Linked DNA regions of Sus scrofa: region 1 is linked to region 2. The links are chromatin contacts, called in public targeted proximity ligation maps. All regions are on one chromosome and are shown on one strand. The core of a region is the stretch at or near the end of the contact, and the rest is flanking DNA. Distances in the headings are between cores, read along the strand shown. Region 1 overlaps SMURF1 (E3 ubiquitin-protein ligase SMURF1). Region 2 overlaps SMURF1 (E3 ubiquitin-protein ligase SMURF1).

What was found.
Region 1: a contact with region 2 is called in a targeted proximity ligation map of alveolar macrophages. A contact is called at or near these places in 3 of 47 Hi-C or Micro-C datasets (fetal skeletal muscle, heart right ventricle and retroperitoneal adipose tissue) and 1 of 2 datasets of targeted methods (alveolar macrophages).

Annotation. Positions count from the first base shown.
Region 1 is chr3:6,120,591-6,126,471 of Sscrofa11.1, reverse strand. The region is part of intron 1 of SMURF1 (E3 ubiquitin-protein ligase SMURF1); the gene reads left to right. Among named protein-coding and RNA genes, the nearest start is that of SMURF1, 19 kb to the left of the region's middle.
Region 2 is chr3:6,042,670-6,049,150 of Sscrofa11.1, reverse strand. It overlaps SMURF1 (E3 ubiquitin-protein ligase SMURF1), which reads left to right. Exons shown (of 18, transcript XM_021086117.1): 12 at 1,966-2,080; 13 at 3,219-3,397; 14 at 4,331-4,468; 15 at 5,143-5,263; 16 at 6,152-6,353. Among named protein-coding and RNA genes, the nearest start is that of SMURF1, 97 kb to the left of the region's middle.

The DNA.
Region 1 (5,881 bases), core at 2,957-5,456, 76 kb before region 2:
GTCTCATGTGTTGCAGTATCGGTAATTTCATCATTACTAATTCGTAATGTAGGTTTAATGGTGGGTTATACAAGACCTATGATAGGCTTGGCAAACTTTGGGTTGTTTGATTTTCTTCAGTGATTTAGAGAGAAATCTGAGATACATTTTTGGAAATCATTAATATTTGTTGGAAAAAACCCTGTTTGGAAGCTAAAGGCAGGTTAAATGATAGTGCCCATAACCTTTTAGAGTAGCAGGAGTGGTTGGCAGAAAGCCTGCCTAGGAAAGTGCCTTTGATGCACCCTACACATTCAGTTTAGAAAGCATCATATTGATATCTGAAAGAAATGCATGGTAGTTGATTTTCCACTAAAATATAAACGTAGCCAGTATATTGTAGCACTTGAGAGATACTCACAGGCTATTTAAGTACCAACTCGGTGTCGTGAAAAGTAGCTATGTAATATGCTTAGCATAAATTTAGAAGTCAAACCTGCAAGGATATCCTATAAACTTGATAGAATGCGATTTCTCTCGGAAGTTCTCTGGTATTTAGACTGTTGTGAATGGGGTAGGATAAGCCTTTTTTTTTTAAGCCCATTTTCGATATTAAAATGGAAGTGAATTATGGAAGTCTTTTTGGAGACTTGACCTAACTGTTGACTTGTTGCATTATTGATGGCTCACTCCATCAGCTGAGTGTCAGACTGATGCTACTTTTGTTTAAGTCAGCTGCATGAGTGGAGCAGATGTGCTGTGGGTTACCTTGTCACCAAAACCAGAGGCGGTCCCCTGGCGCATGTGGCGCATGAAGTGTTTAAGCGTTATTTGTGGGTGCTGATTACGATTTTGGAGAAGTCGGTGTCTCAGTGTAGTCCACATTTTAATGCCTTCTGAAACAGCAGGGTTGTTCTCGCTCCATGGGAACTCAGGAGACTTTGTTTGCTGTATTTTGCCTAGGATTCAGCTTGACAGTACAAAAAAGACACTTTTATCTTAGGAAAGGAGGTTTACTTTAGAAAATGGTACCCAAATTGAAATGAGGAAAATTATTTGCAGAAGCAGACATTTGATGGACCGCAGTACTTGTCTCATCCCTGCATAGTAGTGACGCTTATATTTAGAACAGAGAGACGTCAGTCCAAGATCTCAGCAAGGCTCTGCAAAGGATGTGATTATGTCAGTGTTACTCCAGGTGTTTAGTTTCAGGCAGTGCAAGTCAAGGATTTGGTGTTTCTTATATTAGAATAGATTGGACTTGATTCATAAAAAAAAAAAAAAAAAAAAAAACCCCAAAAACACCCAAACAACCCGTTGATGTGACGTGTATAAATCACGGCCTAAAAGTTATTTTAGTCCAAGTTTTAAAATAGATAATGCCCGCATGTGGTATAAAAGGGTATCCATTCAAGATGCCTTTCACCCTCCCTGCCCCCACCCAGTCACCCCCCCAGAGGTGACTGTTAAGACACGGGATCACGTTCCTCGCCCTCGCTTTCTTGTTAACACAGGGGTGGCGTACGGTGTGCACGGTCGTGCACTGCCCTTCTTTCGCATCGTCAGGGATGTGCTGCCTTTGGATCTCCAGAGCCGCCTCTGGCAGAAACAGCCCTGCTCGGTGACCGTCCTTGTGCCCTTCCTCCTAGCCCAGCTGCCTAGCAGTTAGGTGGGACCGGGCGATGGGCTCTGGCTTGAGCACTGTGAGAAGCAATGATTCGTCCCGTCCCACCCTGGGACTGAAGCTGTAAGAACCGCCAGCTTGGCGAGGGAGCACCCTGAACTCTTTGTCATACGGCGAACCCCGCCATGCCCCGGTTCACCCAGTCTCTGTTGTTGCCGTCAGATTCCCCGCTTAGCCATGGAGACAGCTTTCCAGCTGGAGGAGTTGGAGGTACCTTAGAAGCAAGGGCAGTGTTGTAACCACTGAATGACGTGGGGTGTCCTGATCAAATGCGGTGGACATTCAGGGGATGCTGAGTCAGTCCTTCCCCCCAGGATACTCACTTGGGTGTCTTGCTGGTTTATTGCATCATGCTTACTTCAAGCTGTCTTACAAGTTCGAGTTGGAGCCTGTGTAAGGGACTCTTCCTAGGCTGTGGCTGCTCCAGTCTTGACGGTAGGTCAGTGGTTGTGTAGGGGTTTTTAAAATGTTTGCTGATGTGTTTGTTTTTTGGACACTAGGCCTCCTTCCATGGACAGTCAGGTGCCCTGTAAAATCTTTTTTTGCAGGCAGAGGAGGCGGAAGGTAAAGCATCCAGGAGGGACCGCTCCCCGTGGACGGTCCTGTCTGGGTTCCCTCCCCGTAGCTCTGCCCGGATCACTTCTGTGGGGGCTGTGCAACTTTCACGCTCAACGTTTGGAATCTCCCCAAAGATATTCTAGAATGAGAGTCTGCCAAGTGCTGGCTTTAAAGCTTGTGTGTTAGGACGTCATTGTTCAGAGAGCCTCTTCTGTCCTTTGGCCATTTTTTATAGAAACTAGGTCAGGTGAGCAGACTGCGTGCCGCAGGGCTAAGGAGAGCCCTGTGCGCAGGGTACGGGTTTCAGAGCCCAGCTGACCTGGGTTTCAGTTCCAGCTTTGCTGCTCAGGAGCTTCGGCACGAATAACCAAGATATCTGTCCATTCCGGATGTTTTTATTCCTTGCCAGGCCTTGTGCTAAGCAGTTTTCATGTGTTCTGTTTCCTCTTCTCAGAACGCTTAGCAGGTAGGTGCTCTTCCTGACCCATTTTGGAGGCAGTGGAGTCAGCCGACCCAGTTCTGCCACATACCAGTGGCCTTGGGCAAGTCGTGCCTTTCATCTGTAAACCTCAGACAGGACCCACGTCCTGAAGTGGCTGCAGGGAAGAAGTGGAGCAGCCAGGAGCCCAGCCTCTGGTCGGGCTCCCTTGCCTAAGCCTTCACCGAGGGTCCTGCAGGTGGACTCAGGTGTGGTTGCTTTGTGGCTTTGCAACTTACGTTATATGTCGATAGTGTATCTGAATCCAGTTCTTTGCCTTTTTGTCTCCAAGTTAAAGTCTTTGTTAAACATCATTCTGCAAGGAGTTCTCACATTCAGTCAGCCTTCCCAGGAAGCAGTCACGTCAAGGGTTGTTATGTTGGAGGGGAAGTGGTGCCAGCGTTATTGTGGCACAGATACCTAACGGTATAAAAAGGAAAGGGGGGATTCATTCTCCCCGAATTTCCACCACCTCTTACCAACCTACGGCTTATTTTTGATTAGCTGTTTTCTATGAGGCCTACACCCCTATTGATTATTTCCTAAACAGCAGAATAAATGGTGCCTAATTATTATTTATCACACATATATTACTGAAATTACTCTGTTACTATGATTCCATTAAAAAAAGTAAAATTTTGGTGACTTCCAAAAGCTCACAATGGAAGGTTTGGGGTTAGGCTCACTCCCGGTTGTTTTTCTATTCGGTTTGGTCCTGGGGTCTCCCCGCCACCCTCTCTCTGTGGAGGAACTTGACATTCCACTCAGTGTCATGAAGCCAGTTGTCACTTTGAGGTGGAGCGTTCTATGGTCGCACGTCGTCTGTCTTTGATGTGTGAACCAAGGTGAGAAGAGAGTTTGCTAGTACAGATCATTGTTGGGCCTTAGAGACCCAAACACAGCACGAGAGGTGGCTGAAAGCAAACACGAGAGAAACGAAGTGGAATTATGGTTGTGTAAAAAGGATGTGTGGTCCTTGCCAGTGTGACGGAGTCCGCCTTTTATTTAGGAGTGCAGGGACCAGGACTTGAGCATTTCAGAAATACGAAAACCGGGTCATGCTAGTATTGTCATCGTGTCCTGTCACGCCGCCGCTGCTTAGGGGACACCATAAAGGAAACATGCCCATTGGCACAGATGGTGGGGACTCCGTTCCCTCCCTGTCCCCCGATTCTGCTGGGAGCTCTCTTGGACCCTTTTTCCTGAAGTCTGAGGAGCTCTCCTTGGGTGTGGCGCCTCCTTCCACCATTTGTACATTTGTACAGTTTCCAGCCTGATTGTATCTCAGCCGTGTGCCAGGAGGTCTCGGTGAAAATGTGAAACCCGCACACCGCCTGTCGAGTGGAGCTTGAGGAGAGACCTCCTGGGAAAGGACACACTGAGCCTTCTAAGTGGGCTGCGATCCCAAGCATTTCCTGGGTTGAGTGTTTATCAAGGCTGAGCTTTACTTCCAAACCAAGCCTGAGAAGAATCTGGGAATGTTTCCCAGCTGATTGGGGGTGGGGAGCAGAGGAGGATGCGAGTCTGGAGGCACAGAGGAAGTCTCACTCCCCGTCCGTCTCTTACCCAGTTATCTGCTGAAATCTGTCTGGAGATGGGGCTTGCAAAATAGAACCAGTTTTGGCGTATGAAGTAGGATGAGGCGGTTACATGTTAATTTTAAAATTAAATATAATATTTTAATTTTATTTTGGGAATGGAACATTGGGTAAGATTCACTTTAACATGGCTCAGCCTTGCTCTTCAAGGTTAAAAAAAAAAAAAAGGCATGGAAAAGAGCCTTAGCTCCCTGCTACTGGTCGTTCATCTCAAGTCACACCAGTTGTGGGGTTTTTTTGTTTTTTTTTTTCCCTTCCCTGTGACTCTTATCATCTTAGAGTTCAAGGTCTAAGTTGACACATGTGGGAAGAGTAAGGTGTTGGGGACATGGTACTGGTAAGTAAGTAGGGGGCTTTTCCTTCCTGTCTGACTCAGGGTTGGAGAACTCTTTTTTTAGACAGTATGTTGATTTCAGTACCTCGATGCCAGCAGATATGGTTCCAGGCATCCTAGTCCCTGGGGCAGTTCCTTGCTGTCTTACCCGTGAAGAAGACCTGTCTCCCTTATTGCACTGTTTCTTTGCCTCGACGTTTTTGTAGCCGCTGCCCCTTTGTGGGGAATTGCGATGGTGGTGGTATTCTAGAAAATGTCTTTGGGCTGAACGGTGCCAGCTTCACTTCTCTCCGTGAGGGCGCATTTATATGTCGGGAAGTTGTGCCCGCCCCCACCGCACTATGCTGCTGGGCGTGTGGGTTCCCGAGCTGAAGAGGCTGGCATTGATGGTGAAAGACTTCAATCTAAATTTAGGTGCTTTTCAGAGGTTTCATAGAAGACTTCCTTAAATGAAGTCACCGATTACAAAAGCCCCTGCTGCATGGGGCTTCCAGGTTTGTTATTTTTTTCTGCCCTGGAAATAAAGAAGCAGGGCAGGAAGGACCGGCTTGCCCGCCCGCCCAGCTGCCCCCAGAGGCTCTGCCGTTGTAGCCAGAATCACTAGTGGCCTCTGTGATGACCTTACAGGTCGGGAGAGATGGCTTTGGTGGCAATCTGACAGAAGTGGGAAACAGCCATGAGTCCAAGGGAGTGTGGGGCCAGCAAGCTGTCCTAGGTGGTAGGTGGTGAAGGATGCGCTCGCACTTTTTGTCTGACACCGATAAATGTACCTGGAGACTCATGAGCCGTGAACTAAAGCAGTAGGTTGAATTTGGGGGCTAGTGATACAGTCGGACAATCTTCAGAGTCAAGAGAAAATTGAAAATAGGCCTCTGGACTATAACTGTAACCATGAGTGTTTCATACAATCTCTGTCTTTCTTCGGAAAAGGGGTTTCAAGGCTTTTTTTTTTTTTTTGCCGAACCCACCGCATACGGAAGTTCCCAGGTCAAGGATGGAACGCGCACCACAGCAGTGACAGTGCCGGCTCCTTTACCTGCCGTGCCACCAGCGCACTCCCAAGGCTCTTGTCGACACGGAGAACTCCTTTACCTGCCCCAAGGTCCCAGTCTGGAGAGATCTTTAGTGGGAGGAAGGAACCCAGGGCTAGCCCCCAGGGAGTCAGGGTTTTGAGGATGGCTCGCAGGAGTGGCCTGTGGTCACACACTCAGACAGCCTTTCATTTTCTCCTGCAAGCATCACGCAGTTTC
Region 2 (6,481 bases), core at 1,496-3,995:
TCGACACCATCCTTCTTCTGGCAAATGTAACTTCTGTTTGCCCTTGAAGACGCGAGTTCCCTTTCCTGACCGGGGGTTCGGCTTTCCATCCCTGCTTCAGGCAGAAGCTTCCTGCTCACTCATGTCTGTCCTAAGGTCAGACCCAGCTGCGTCCACTGCCTCTTCTCTGCCCTCTGCCTTTTCCCTCACGGTCCTGAGCTGTCTCAAGAGCCGGCTGGCAAACTGCTCCCCTTGACCGCCGGTCCTGTGCAGGGTTTGGAGTCAGGGCTTCCGCGGCACGCGTGCGAATAGCTCGGCTGGGCTTGGTGTGGCACGGGTTCGCGGCCTGCGTTGTCCGTGGCCGTGGCACCTTCGGCGGGGACATGGCTCTGCGTGGCTCCCTGGGTTGACGTGACACCACAGTGGGAGGCGCAGTGCGTCCCTGCCTCTCCGCCTCCGGGTTCATCTCGCGTGGCAGTTTCTGCCCCCGAGGCTTCCTCCGTCTGAGGGGTCACGTCTGTCTCGGGGGCTGCGGAGAGACGGGCCCGTGTCCCTTGGTGGCAGGTCGGGATCAGTCCGCTCTCCCCGGGGTTTGGCTCCGAACCTGTTCCCTTCTCCGTCCTGCCCGGTTCTTGGCTCACGCCTGGCTTCCAGAACCTGCTCCTGCGCTGCACCCCGCCCACAGCTCTGCCAGACACGGGCTCGTATTCTGGGGGAGAATGAGGCAGAGCCCGCGAGACGGACGCCTGCCTTTCTGGGGAAGCGGCGTCGCCGGGGTTGGCGTCTCATCGCTGCCGGCGCTTCCTTCCTCTTCTTTGAGTTGGATCCCCACTCTGCGTTGCTGTGAGCGTTTTGGGTGTATTTCCACAGTTTTCTCAGATTATGTGCATTTGTGCTCATCCTTTGGTATTTTCTCAATTCTGTCCTTTCTATTTGAAAGAATAAGAAATTCCAGAATAAAACTTGGGGCTGCTATCTGAAGATCTGTCCATCTGAAGGCGTTTTGAGCAGAAAGAATAAAAGGCTCCCCAGCGTGTGTGAGGCCCCATACCCAGGTGTAGCCCAGCCTGAGCACAGCAGTCAACTCATACAGATTCTGTTTGGAGTGCTTTGTGTTTGATTGGTTTTGATTTGAGACTTTTTAAATAATGAAATGATTCAAACGTAAAGGAGTTCAGAAAATAACCTATTCTGATATACCTCATCCAGATTTTAAAATTCTTAGAATTAGTAGTTTAAAGTTTTAAACGAAACTTTTAAATATAAAAGTGACCAATGCCTATGACAGAAGAAAAAAAAAAAAAAAGAGAAAGCATTCAACAGGACAGAAAATTGTGAGGGCAACAGTCGTTGTTAAATAACCCCTGCCTCCCTAGCTTTGGAAATGTTTTCTCTTTACTTAAACATTAATAACATGTTACGATCAGAAATTTAAAAACTAGAGAAAGAAGAAAAAAATGGCAATGCCTAGAATGCTAATTCTCAAGTTAGCTACTGTCAGCATGTTTGTGTAAATCCCTAGCTTTTTTTATGCTCTGTGTATATATTTTTTCTGTTGTGTGTGTATGTGCACACACTTTTTCAAATAAAAGTAGAATCATTGCACTTTTGTTGGTTACGACCACATCATTAATATCCTCACTGAGACTTTGACCTTCACAAAGTAGCAGAGGGCACCTTAGCTGAGGTGTAAGAAGGCCCACAGACTGCAGGGAGCGCTGCGCCTATAAGCTGGTCTGATCCTGGGCAACCACGGTTGTCTCTGAACTTCAGAGTTGCTGGAGTTTCGACCAGAAAAGCCATTTCTCACAGCCCCAGAAGCAGTTTTTTCCTTCATTAGACTTAGGTGCCCAATCTCTAGAAATCCCATTCTCTGGGCGCCAGGGAGCCTCGCCAAGCTGGGTGTTCTAGGGCCTTGTGGCTCATTCGTTTCGCTAAGATCTCAAACTAGCAAGGTGTCATTTGTGGTGTTGCTGTTGTCTGCAGGGAGTGGCTGTACCTGTTGTGCCATGAAATGCTGAATCCGTACTACGGCCTCTTCCAGTATTCTACCGACAACATCTACATGCTGCAGATCAACCCCGATTCTTCCATCAACCCTGTGAGTATTAAGGAATGAAGAGGTAGGACACTTAGTTGGAGGATTTCTTAAATGGATTTTCAGTTTCAATCTCCATTCTTGGCTTACTCATTGTAGCCTTACTCAAAGTCTCTGGTAAATAGAGCATCAGCAGGCAGAGGGAGAGCTGGACCGGCATGGATGGTTTCAACCCCGTATTTCCCATGGTCCGGGGCAGAGTTTGTCGTTTCAAGGAGAACGAGAGTGAGACTGAGCAGCCCCTAGACCTCAGCACTTGACTCCGTTTGAGGGAACTCTGGCTGACGGCTGTATTTGTTGACGGTGTCATTCTGAGAAGTGGGTTATGGAGTCCATCCTCCCAATCAAAATTAGACGTTTTCCATAATTGGCCTTTTTTAAAGGTCTGTTCCGAGGCAGTCCCCAGGCCAGGGATTGAACTCGAGCCTCAGCAGCCACCCACGCTGCTGCATTTGGACTTTGAGCCCCCACTGCCCCACTGCAGGAACTCCCGTGAGCGGCCGTTTTGGTCCGCGGTGCTGAGACACACTCAGCTCCTGTGGGTGCAGATGAGGAAAGAAGCACCGAGACTAAGTGACCAGCCCTGGCCAGACACACGGCCCCTGCCAGCATCCACCTGTGACAGGACCTTTCACAACGCGCACGCTGACCAGTGTGCTGACGGCATTCCCACCCGAAGCGAGAAAGAGGAGGTTACCTAGTCACAGAGCAGAGTGGCGCTGGCGGTCGAATGGTTCTCTTACTTCCCTTGTTCCCCGTTTCCTGTGTCCCTTCCCTGTCACTCCCTCTTTGGGTTTTTTCTCTTCCCCTTTTTCTGTGGGACGGGGGAGGGACGGCAGAGGAAGGAGAGGGTTGCCTGGGAGGGAGACGCCGGTGGCTTGCTGGGGTGTGGCCTGCGCGAGCACCAGGCCCTGCCCGCATGTGGCTTCCTCCTCTGCCGTCACCATGTTCGCATTGTCCTTTGTACGTTCTCATCTGGCCCTGGGTTGCCCCCCGTTAGGTAGCTCTTCGGAGAAGGCGTCTGAATTAAGGGCATAAGAAATTGCTCTGCTGCCCGCGGGACTTTCTCCCGCGAAGCCAGCCAGCCGGCCACCTCGCTGTCACTTTCCGACGCGTGGCTGTTCTCTGCTGCCCCCTGCAGGACCATCTGTCTTACTTCCACTTTGTGGGCCGCATCATGGGTCTGGCTGTGTTCCACGGGCACTACATCAACGGGGGCTTCACGGTTCCCTTCTACAAGCAGCTGCTGGGGAAACCCATCCAGCTTTCGGACCTGGAGTCGGTGGACCCAGAACTGCACAAGAGCTTAGTGTGGATTCTGTAAGTACTGAAGCGGTTTGCTGCCACTCCGGCGGCGGCGGCCGTCTCGGGGGTGCCGGATACACTTGTTTTCTGTGTGTGTGCCCACACGCGTGCATGTACTTTGGGGCTGGGCGTGAAACTGGAGAGGAGAAGCCAACCACCAGGAACGTAAAAGCAGACTTCACGGAAGTACTGACTCCTCGTAGCGTTGGGCTGATTTCTCCTCACCGGCAAGTGTTTCTGCTGTTTCCTCGGATTAGGCGGTTTCGATCCGCCTGTTAACCCCGGGCCGGCCGGCTGCTTGGCCCGTGACCCTCGAGGGATCTCCACTTCATCTCTGGAGGGGCCAAGGACATGTTAAAATAAATCCCCACTCACATTGAGTCGCTTTTGCTTTAGGATGGTCCTAAAACTCTTTTAAAAGGACCAGGCCCAGTGCCCGGGGCCCTGGAGCTGTCGTGGGTCCTCGTGAAGGAGCCGACGTCACAGGAGCACGGGGCCCAGGCTCTGGCACAAGGGGACCCGCTGAGGCCCCTGTCGCCGCGGGCGTCCAGCCGCCTCCTTCTGCGTGTCCCAGCTTGCAGGCTCGGCGGTGGCGGGGTCTGGGCTTCACCCTGTGCAAATCCTCTGCGTCTGCATTTCGAGCAAACACAGCGGGTTACGGAGCCCGTTCTACGGTCCGAGGCGGCTCCGGCCCTTCCCCTGAAAAGGCTGTGGCGAGGGGTGCGGTGTTTCCGGCTTGCTCCCCTCGTCTGCACGGAGACGTCCCCCAGAATCACAGGGCCGTGTCCCTACCGTCACGTCCTTCGGGCCGGGGGCTCTTTCCAGGGCCGGGGCCCGGCTGCCCTCGCGCGCGCTCTGTGGCTCTGGCCGCCGGGTGACGAGCGCCGTTCCCCTGGCGGCTGGGCGGTGGCCACGGCCTCACGCCCTCGCTCTCCCGCGGCCTCACAGGGAGAACGACATCACGCCGGTGCTGGACCACACCTTCTGCGTGGAGCACAACGCTTTCGGGAGGATTCTGCAGCACGAGCTGAAACCCAACGGCAGAAACGTTCCCGTCACGGAGGAGAACAAGAAGGAATACGTGCGGTACTGCTGCGGGCGGCCCGGGCTCGGGGAGGGCGGCGCGGAGATGGCCGAGGCCCGGGGTCCCAGCCCTTGCGACCAGCCTGGCAGCAGCCGCAGAGCCTCGCAGAAGCCGTTGGGTCCGACGGGGAGAGCGCCGAGTGCAGGGGCTCCCGCGTCCCCGTCCCCGGGGGCCGAGCTGTTACGGGGAGATCACGACCCCAGCACTGCGGGGAGGTGTCCCGTGACCGGCACCTGCCGGGTGTGAGGGGGCCGCCCCCGGGGGAGGAGGAAGCCTGGAAGGTTCCTCGAGATCAGCCTCGGGGAGGCCTACGCTCTGTTTTCCCGCCTCTTAAGGCCCGGAAGTGCCCAGTCACCAGCCTGGGAGGTTTACGGGCACGGGCGTGTCTGCGGCCAGGCCGCCCGACTCCAGCTGGTGTGTGGGTCTCACCGCGGCCTGTGCGTTATTTATTCAGGCTTCGAGGTCATGGCACCTGTAGCAGGTCAGCCTAGATTCTACGTTCAAGCCACGAAGCAGAACGTCTAAGGGCGGGGCCGATGTGGTGTTGACCCGGTTCTTAGGCGGGGGCTGCCGACCCGGGGGCAGGATTCAGTGGCTGGCAGAACCGACTGGGGCAGGAGCAGCTGTGTTGACCGGCTGTTTGACATTGCTTCCCACGTGTGCATTTCTCTTGCAGGTTATACGTAAACTGGAGGTTTATGAGGGGAATCGAAGCCCAGTTCTTAGCTCTTCAGAAAGGCTTTAATGAACTCATCCCTCAGCACTTACTGAAGCCTTTTGACCAGAAGGAGCTGGAGGTGCGTGCCAGCCGCGCAGCCCGGTGTGGGGAGGGGGGCAGCCGCCGAGTGAGGCAGCCGTTTCCCCACAGGCCTGGGGCCCCGGGACCCCAGGGGAGCAGAGGCAGGGCCAGGGGACGACAAGGCCCCCGGGCCTGCTGGGCGGCAGGGCTTCTGGATAGTTCCTGGGACACGGTTCTCCATGGTCTGCGGCTTAGCCTGCTTCGCAGGATCACCAGCAGCCGAGGAGTCACCTCGGGCAGGGAATTGTCAAGACCAGCTTCTCCCGCCACGTCCGCTTGCTGCTTTGATTCTGGCTAGTTTTAGGCTCACAACAGAGTGTCACTCACTGTCCTTTGTAATTCTTCGTCGTGTGGACAGAGCAACTCGCTCATGTCTGATGGGTCTCTGGGGCCAAGGGGCGCGGGTCTTCAAAACTGTACCCGTCTTTCTGCCCCGAGTGCGGTGCCAGGACCCTGGGTCCCCAGGCGCCTCCCCGGAGGGAGTGGACTTTTTAAAGTAAGTCTCAGGAACAAGCCCCGGTCCCTTTTCTTAGGACTTTAAACCCCACGCACCCCTGAGTGTCTGCAGGGTCATGTGAGGCGCCCCTTTACAGGTGGCTTCGTGCGGCCTTTCCGAGGCTGGTTCTGTGGTCCTTGCTCCGCCCCAGTGCCACGCAGACACACACACAGACTTGGTTGCAGGGAAGCGTTGCATCGGTGGCTACACCAGAGTGGTGGGGGTGCCAGCCAGCGGGGAGGTGCAGACGCAGTGTGGGCTCTGGGCCTGCCGGCTCGTCAGCATGTGTCCAGTCTGTGGGGATGTGGTGTGTCACTCTCCGTGTCCCGGGAGGCTGGCGGCCTGCTGGTGTGCGCGTGGGGAGGTAACCTGCCTTGGCCGCCCTCGCAGCTGATCATCGGCGGCCTGGACAAGATCGACCTGGACGACTGGAAGTCCAACACGCGGCTCAAGCACTGCGGGGCTGACAGCAACGTGGTCCGGTGGTTCTGGCAGGCGGTGGAGACCTTCGACGAGGAGCGGAGGGCCCGGCTCCTGCAGTTCGTGACCGGCTCCACGCGGGTCCCCCTCCAGGGCTTCAAGGCCCTGCAAGGTGACTGACAGGGCGGCGGGGCTGGGTGTCCTGGGCTCACCAGGAAACCCCGTCGGGTGGGTTCTTTCACGAGCTGCTCGGCGCTGCGGGGGTGCTGGCCTGGCCGAGACCCTCTTCCCCCCACACGA